3 separate regions of the Mus musculus genome follow, and all the other regions are linked to region 2. Evidence: chromatin contacts called from public HiChIP or PLAC-seq data. All regions are on one chromosome and are shown on one strand. Each heading gives the region's core, a stretch centred on a gene start, on an enhancer-like site or on the middle of the called end of the contact. The rest is flanking DNA. Distances are from core to core; before and after follow the strand shown. Region 1 has its middle 17 kb from the start of Gm31012. Region 2 overlaps Dop1b (DOP1 leucine zipper like protein B). Region 3 holds the start of Setd4 (SET domain containing 4).

The links. HiChIP or PLAC-seq counts read pairs in DNA pulled down with a chosen protein or histone mark.
Region 1: a contact with region 2 is called in an HNF4G HiChIP or PLAC-seq map of pancreatic cancer cells. The contact joins two enhancer-like sites. A contact is called at or near these places in 1 of 15 datasets of contacts at CTCF or cohesin (large pre-B cells), 3 of 115 datasets of contacts at active chromatin or transcription factors (double positive thymocytes, microglia and pancreatic cancer cells) and 1 of 9 other capture datasets (liver).
Region 3: a contact with region 2 is called in an HNF4G HiChIP or PLAC-seq map of pancreatic cancer cells. The contact joins the promoter of Setd4 here to the enhancer-like site in region 2. A contact is called at or near these places in 4 of 484 Hi-C or Micro-C datasets (the G1E-ER4 cell line, embryonic stem cells and liver), 5 of 115 datasets of contacts at active chromatin or transcription factors (embryonic stem cells, forebrain, hepatocytes and 1 more) and 3 of 9 other capture datasets (adipose tissue, embryonic stem cells and pancreatic islet).

Annotation. Positions count from the first base shown.
Region 1 is chr16:93,910,931-93,913,630 of GRCm38.p6, forward strand. No RefSeq gene overlaps it. Among named protein-coding and RNA genes, the nearest start is that of Gm31012, 17 kb to the right of the region's middle. Within about 2 kb of position 1,366, at least 36 of the 459 cell types and tissues checked have an H3K27ac peak or open chromatin away from gene starts, as enhancers often do. A contact at or near this core is called in pancreatic cancer cells, where this site is marked.
Region 2 is chr16:93,742,720-93,745,419 of GRCm38.p6, forward strand. The region is part of intron 4 of Dop1b (DOP1 leucine zipper like protein B); the gene reads left to right. Among named protein-coding and RNA genes, the nearest start is that of Dop1b, 32 kb to the left of the region's middle. Within about 2 kb of position 1,377, at least 45 of the 459 cell types and tissues checked have an H3K27ac peak or open chromatin away from gene starts, as enhancers often do. A contact at or near this core is called in the G1E-ER4 cell line, hepatocytes, liver and 2 more, where this site is marked.
Region 3 is chr16:93,602,415-93,605,114 of GRCm38.p6, forward strand. Setd4 (SET domain containing 4) reads right to left here and starts at 1,401. Exons shown (of 12, transcript NM_145482.3): 1 at 1,152-1,401; 2 at 723-797.

The sequences.
Region 1 (2,700 bases), core at 116-2,615, 170 kb after region 2:
CGTTTGAAGGGACTCGGAGATGGCAGTCTTTACCCAGCACAAAGCTATGCTCTCAGCTGCCACGGGAACAAAAACGTATCCAGACCATCGGCGTTCATGGACTGACTGAGAAAATGAACCAGCACTGGGGGAGCTGTGCACGGAGCTGAACACACCCATCCTGACCCTAAGTGGCTGCCATACAGGTGATAAAGAAATGAAAGATATGTTATATCAGGGTGTGGTAAAGTTTGCGGGAAGGGGGGTGCCTAGGCGGGCCCATGCCAAGGCATTCCTTCCCCCTGAGGGACCAGCCACACGGCGGTATAGCATAGAATAGTTTATTCAGGGCACGGGGAGGGGAGTTAAAGAGGGTAGTAGAGGCAGGGAAAAACAGAGAGAGGGAGAGTAGAGAAGTCGAGACCGGCCATGACCACGTGGAGAAAGGAGGGAAGGGAATGGGGAGAGAGGGGGAGCAAGAGGGCAAGAGGCAAGAGAGGGAGGAGGGGGCAAGCGGCCCCTTTTAGAGTGGGCCAGGCCTCCCTGGCTGTTGCCAGGTAACTGTGGGGCGGAGCTTAGACAGAATGCTAACAGGCTCCTGGGATGAAAGCATCCTTACCCCAGCCTCCAAGGTCCATCGAGGAGTGTGTAGCGCACAGAATCTCTTCAGCGCAGACCCAAGCCATCACGCTAATTCACCCCCACCAGCCCTCCTCCTTGTCCACGCTTGATAATGTCCGTCTCTAAAGTTTTGTTTTGTATATATATATACAGGGTTTGTATATATATATATGCAGGGTTTCTCTGTATAGCCCTGGCTGTCCTGGAAATCTGCCTGCCTCTGCCTCCCAAGTGCTGGGATCAAAGGCGTGCGCCACCCCTGCCCGGCTGTCTCTAAAGTCTGATTCACTGCTGCCTCAATCTGGTTTAGGCACCTTTGGTTTTGTAAAAAATAAAAAGTGTGTGATATCATTGGGTGGGATGAGGGGCAGAGGCCAATTAGTCCCTGGGAACATAGAGGCAAGAGGATTTAGATTGAGGGTAGCCTGGGCTACAAACCTGGGCAAGACCTTGCTTCAGAAACAAACAAAACAACAAACAAGGCAAAAAACCAAATTTGTGTGATATGTAAATACCTTTCAGGAGGTGGGCTCTAGACCAAGGACCTCCAAGGACATCCCAAGGCTTCTCCATCCCCACTCCCTCTTCATTTCCCAGGCCCCCTCTGCATCTAACTCATGACTGACAAGGTCATGGGTCTCCCACCCATGGCAAGTGCCCACTTCCTCAGACTCCTATTTGGAGCCACTGGACCAAAACCCTCTCTATTTAACTAGGCTAGATGAGAAGTCTATGCAAATGTTTCATGCTGGAAAAATGCCTGAGATGACTAAAAATCCCCAGACCTCCCCAGAGCTGGAGGCAGCTGATGCCCCAGGCAGGAGCGGGTAGGCTGTCCTGGCACACGGACAGCTCCAGTCAGTCAATCATTTGCCAGCCGCTGGAAGGTGGTAACATTTACATAGGGTTAAGGCAGTCCTGTGCTGGGCTTCTACCTGCCTGTGTGAGGCTGGCTGAGCAAGAGGAGGTTTGAGGAAGAGGCAGGTGATTAGCCCGGGGCCGGTGATTTATGGGGTAACCTTCACTGGCCTTTCTTGGGCAGGAAACGGGCTGTTTACTAATGTCTTCCCCTTCCATCACCTGCAAACCCTGTTGGTAGTATTTTAAAATAATTTACTAGATGAAGTTCTATATTTTACTTTGGACAACTGCCCAGTCATATAGACTTTTTAAAAATTCTTGCAATCTTTTCCTTTGTCTCTGTCTCCGTCTTCCTCTCCCTTCTGCTTTCCTTTCTCATAATTAGAAAAAGTCCGGGGACTCGGAGACTCTTAGTTAGGTATTTTCAGAGGCATGGTCTCTGGTATCCCAGGCTTTCCTCAAACTCCTTTCATAGCCCGAGGATGACTTTGACCTTCTGAACCTTGACCTTCTGACCCTTGTGCCTCCTCCTCCTCCAGAGTGGTGGGTGTAGACCATTATGCCCAGTTGATGGGGTGCTGAGGCTTGGTCCCAGAACATCATGTACTGTACCAGCCAAGCTATGTCCTGAGCCCCTGTTCCCCTGTGGTACAGCTAGAAACAGACCTCACAAACACACACAGGCACACACCAGCACACGGTGTACAGAGACGTCAGGTGACATGTGACTCCTGAAACAGAGGATAACTTAGGAGTCCTCTCCTTCCACCATTGTGGATCCTGGGACTCCAACTTAGGCTGTTACTTCTTTCCCTCCCTCAGTCTGTGGGACATGCCATCAGTCTGTGGGACATGCCATCAGTCTGTGGGACATGCCATCAGTCTGTGGGACATGCCATCAGTCTGTGGGACATGCCATCAGTCTGTGGGACATGCCATCAGTCTGTGGGACATGCCATCAGTCTGTGGGACATGCCATCAGTCTGTGGGACATGCCATCAATCTGTGGGATATGCCATCAGTCTGTGGGACATGCCATCAGTCTGTGGGACATGCCATCAGTCTGTGGAACATGCCATCAGTCTGTGGGACATGCCATCAGCAGCCGGTGGAACCTGACCAGCAGTTATGACTCAGGTTCCCAATTTTAAGGTCAATATCCTGGTTCTCTACCCAGTTTGTCGTTATCAAGTAAGTGGCTTGTGGTAGTATTTCTACTTCTGGTCACAATTTGAACAT
Region 2 (2,700 bases), core at 127-2,626:
GTGGACTTGGTAGTCATGGTGGCACAGGAGGTAGCAGTGAGGCCATTACCAGACTTCCTGCGAGTTCTGGTACATTCACATTCTGATAACAGGTCCGAGTGTGTTCCCGTGTGTGTGTGTGTGTGTGTGTGTGTGTGTGTGTGTGTGTGTCTGTGTCTGTGTCTGTGTCTGTGTCTGTGTCTGTGTGTACATTCTCTGACAGATTAACACATTGATTAGTTCCCCAAAGGTCTCTTGCCATCCTTTAAATCTCTGTTACTCACACTAGAAGCATGTTAAAAGTTGGAGTGCTCTTGTTTGCTCTTTTAGTTGATAAGTGAGAGTTTGTTTGAACAGTTGTTAATATTGTTTAATATTAATGATTTTTCCCCTAACATTGTGATTTTTTTTTGACATTGAACCAAGAGCTGGGTAGCTGCATGAATCACTGAATAGATTCAGCTGCCACTGGAAGCTAAGCCAGTGTCCCCACACACGGGAATCAAGCTTCCTAAGGTAGATGCTGGTCAAGGTTCCTGTAATCCTGAGTGTGTGTTAAAGGCACAGTGAGGGAGCTGGCTGTACCAGATGGTTTGTACTGTTTCTGTTGTTCTGAGAACCAGATCCCTGAGCCCTTAGGATTAGAGCAGCATCCCCCAGCCAATAATTGTCACGCACAGATAGGAAGAGGAGGATGCCAGGGTCACAGCATCCGTGCTGGGAGATGTTGCGAAGGGCTGGGCTAGGCCCAGCTGCGAGGTGAGGTAACCCACTGCTTCCATGTAGGTGGGGACTAATCCATCTGTGCTTCTCAGTGAGCGCAAACAAACGGGCCTCTCGGTCAGTGCCCGATGGTATCATCATCCTGGCTGTCTCTACTTCACTTTGCCAAGAAATCAAGATTAGAAGAAGAAAACACTCCTTTCTCAGAGCAGGGGAGGTGAGTGCCTTGATGGCTGTAAGAGAGCAGAACTTGAGACCAGGTGTGGTGACACACTCGTGTGATCCTAACACTAGCGGGGCTGAGGCAGAACCAGCCAGGATTACAGAGCAACTCCAGGCCAATGTTGGTTGTACACAGTGAATCCTGCCTTAGAAATCCACTGGGAGTGGGAAAGGGGAAAAGGAAGGGGACGTGACATACTAGAGATGACTGTTTAGATCAGTGCTCTGGAGTGTACACAGGTAATCCCAGATTCAGGAGGTAGAGGCAGGAGGATCACCCTGAGTTTGAAAATAGCCCCCACTACATAGTGAGACCCTGTCCCAACAACAGGAACAGCACAGTCAATGGCTCTTCACCAGGAGGGAAAGCTCAGCAGGCCCTGGGACTCTGTCTGGTTGGGGAGGGTGGAAAGGGCTACTGCTGCGTATGGCAGGGGCCTACAGTGCTGCAGGCATCTAGGTTCACTATCTGCTCCTGGGACAAAGCCAGCCCCGACTCAGCAGTGTTAGGTTGAGAACGCTGATTCATCTGGTTTTGAGACTGCTTCCTATGTTTCCCCACTGGTCTTCAGTCCCAGGGATCCTGTGGTCCTGTCACTAGCAGGCACTAGCTGCCATTAGCCAGCAGGGGAGTGCAGGGCTGCTCCTGCACTTAGTTAGAAATGCTAACTTGAATACCTGATGGCGGCCCAGTCAAGACAGGTAGGGCACACATGGCTACTGACCTCTGGCCGTTAACTCTCTCTTAGTGTTCTGTGGGTGAGAGGCTGATGGTAGTAACTCCTGCTGCTGTTGTAGGAAATAGTTAACCTCACACAACTTTTATTATTATAATAAGCCTTAATCAGCACTAGAGCTGAGCAGACATCTACCCTATCTATTTCCTCATCAATAACTCCAAGTTATAATTTACCTTGTTCCATCTGGGCAGCTCTTAACTCCAGTTGGCTGGTTCTCGTGGCTGTTTTCATGATTCACCTACCCCATGGCAGCTTCCTCCTCTTTCCACCTTCCTCTCTTCTTTGTGCTCCATCTCAGACCCCGAGCCCAGGAACCCCAAACCTCACCTACGTCTCTTCTGCCCAGCCACTGTCCTTGGTTTTTGATGGTGGACCCTGCCCTTTTGCACTTTGGGGATGGTCTGTTGCAAATGGAAGGGCTCAGTGTCAGTAAGGAGAGTGTGTGTGTGTGTGTGTGTGTGTGTGTGTGTGTGTGTGTGTATACATACACATATGTGTGTACGTGTATGTTCTCAGGCTCAGTGGGTTTTATCTAGGTCGGGGCAGGGAGTTCCTCAGATAGCCCTGTGGTAAGGAGTCTCTAACACACTGAGGAGCCTCACCTCCCAGGGCAGAGGCTGCCCGACAGGTCTGTGTCCCAGGCACACGACGACTGCTCTGACCAGATAATCATATCATGCAGCTGTCGAGCATTGCTTCTGCCCGACACTGCGGCTCTTGCTGAGCAGAGCCAAGCTCTGTTTGTCTGGTCAGCTTTTAATAGAAGCCCAATCAATACCTTCAGCCACAAAACCATTCTGTGTACTTTCCCTGAGCCCTTGGCTTGACTTACACCTCCTCGTGCTTTTTATTAAATCCAATTGTCATTCCCTGCAAATATTTTATGAGACCTTAGGATTTAGGCTCATTTAACACTTGTATTAACTTTTCATCCTTCGGCAGTTTCATTCATATATATATATACACACACACACACACACACACACACACACACACACACACAATATTTTTTATTCCCTTTGGCCCTCTCAGTCCC
Region 3 (2,700 bases), core at 151-2,650, 140 kb before region 2:
ACAGCTGATTTTCTAAACATATCCTCTGGTGACTTTCACAGCTCAATGCTAGTGAACATTTAGTATAGTGCTACGTAACTGTGCTGAAGAACACACAGGGACTGGAGACACAGCTCAGTGCACAGAAGAAAACGAAGGCAAAACATCTATGCACATAAAATAATAACTAATACAAAAAATACCCGGTCATTATGAAGCACCCATCAGTTCAAAAGTCTTAGAAAAAATAAATAAGCCCCACTCGGTGTAAAGTGGATTTTTAGCTCTAAAGGTCAGAATGATTAAAATGGGCATTCGCAGTAGACTAAAGAGAGCACAAGGCAGAGAGACCGGAAGACATAAAATGACTCCATTCCACATTAGCCTCTCAGAGGCCAAAAAGGAAAGATCCAGGAACAGACAAGAGTGTAGACCAACTGTAGAAACTAACAACAGAAACACAGGCAAGCGTCCTTGGAAGATACATGCTAACATTTAAAACCATACAAGAAATACTGAGTAACACTAAAGTTGAAGAAAATTCTAGTTTAAAAGATAGGGGCGGGGAGTGGGCAGCTGGAGAGATAGCTCCGGGGTTAAGAGCGCAAGGGGCTCCTGCAGATCAGGGTTCAGTTCCTAGCACCCGTATGTGTAACTCCACTGCCTGGGGATCCAATGTCCTCTTCTAGCCTCTCTATACACTGCAAGCGTGTGGTGCGTAGACATACCTGTAGGCAACTTACCTTTATACATAAGATAAACCCCTTTGGGTCCTGCCTCTGGGTAAAAAGAATGCCAGGACTCTGTAACAAAACGCCCTAGAGAACATTATATGAAAGCATTCTTTTTTTTTTTTTTTTTTTTTTTTGGTTTTTCGAGACAGGGTTTCTCTGTGTAGCCCTGGCTGTCCTGGAACTCACTCTGTAGACCAGGCTGGCCTTGAACTCAGAAATCTGCCTGCCTCTGCCTCCCAAGTGCTGGGATTAAAGGCGTGCGCCACCACGTCCAGCATTCTTAACAGCCTTTACTACTTCCATCCTACCCTGTACCGTACTAAAGTGACATCCATCTAACATGTGCCAAACCAGTGGAAATGATTTTAAAATCTACTCTAAAAATAAAGGAGGGCAGGAAAGGACCGCCCACCAAGCCGCCCAGGTAGTTTAATCTACCTCGGCAGCAAGACTTGCTTTACGAGTCAGTCTGGAGCCAGGCACCAGGTCCGTCCTGGAGCCCACGTGTGGTGCACAAGGACGCGCAGTTCCACCGCAGCCCTGCCCCCTGCTTGCCACCGGGGCCTCAGTGATGGCCACACGCCACAGCGCCGTCCTGGCTCGCAGTCCTGGACGGACCGGACATCAATCAATCCATGCCACCCGCACCAGCGAACCAACCCAGGCCCGCTGGCCGCACACCACGCCTGCGCAGTAGTCGCTCTGGTCCTGACTTCCGTTCCGGGAGAGGTTCCACACGCGCAGAGGAAATTGGGGTCTGGAGCTACACAGAACTCAAAAAAGCCAACGGAACCCCGCTCCCGTTGCCCAGGCAACGCCAGGCCCACCGGAAGTGCTCCTGCTTACCTTAGAAACCGCGGCGAAGCCGGGGTACGGACGCAGACCGCTCCACCAGCTACGGAGAAAGCGGCTGCGGTGCGGCGAGCCTACGCCTCTGGCACGCGCATGCGCAACTCCCAGGCCTCCACAGCTACGCCATAACGCGATGAGCATAGCTGCTGACCCATGCTCCAAATAGCCAACGGGAAGTCTTTCCTCACCGTGTCCTTTCTTCCTCCGACTTCCTGCCCCCTCCACCAGACTGGCTTACCTGATCCCCACCTTGCCCTGCCCTCCAGCTGCCAGGACCCAGGCGGTCCATTCTCCCAGACAGCCTGTCCCCCGCCTTTCCTCTTATCCACTATGAAGGCATTTCTGTCTTGTCCCAAGACTGTTACTGGAACTGTTAGGGTCAGAGTAAAAGTACGAATTAGGATTATGGGAAGAAATAAAAAGAGAGAGAGAGAGAGAATTTAGACGTCCTCAAACAGCGAGGAGCAAGCTTTACTCAAAGAAGTGGGTTTTCTAGTTCTAGCTCTGCATGTCGCGATCCAAGCACGGGACTTTGTCACATAAAGACCAGAGGTCAGGAAAAGGCACATTTCATGCTTTAAGCTGGAGTTTTTGTAGCTAAGGATGTGGAAGGGAGAAAGGGACAGAATGAGAAAGCTGGGTTCTGACACTACAGCGCCTGTTGTACGTTTTTGCAACCACTGCCACTGGGATAGATATCTGATGTGTTAGAATGTCAGGTCGCGTCTTAACAGCATACTAGGCCAAAACAGTTCCACGTGGAAGAGGTTTTATTGAGAGAGAGGGACGAGGTGGCGGCGGAAAGAGAAAAGAGGGAGTGACAGAGGGGGCGTTCTCCTTATTTATATGGAAAATGACGTAATGAAGGTAAAGGTGGGAGGTGAGCCAAGTGGATGCTGGGAATATGCTGCAGGTCGCGCTGTCGCCTATGTGATGTCATAGGTTTGGGAGGTCCTGATGCTAACAATATCAGCTACTTTTTATTTCTGCAATCTCTGAATCGCTACGTTTGAATTCAATTTCAGGGTCTTGATTGGGAGGGGGGGTCGCGGGGGGGGGGTGCGGTGTTTGTTCCAGATCCTTTATATGCAAAGGATAGGGGCGACTGTTTCTGTCTACCTAGTTCCTGCTGGCA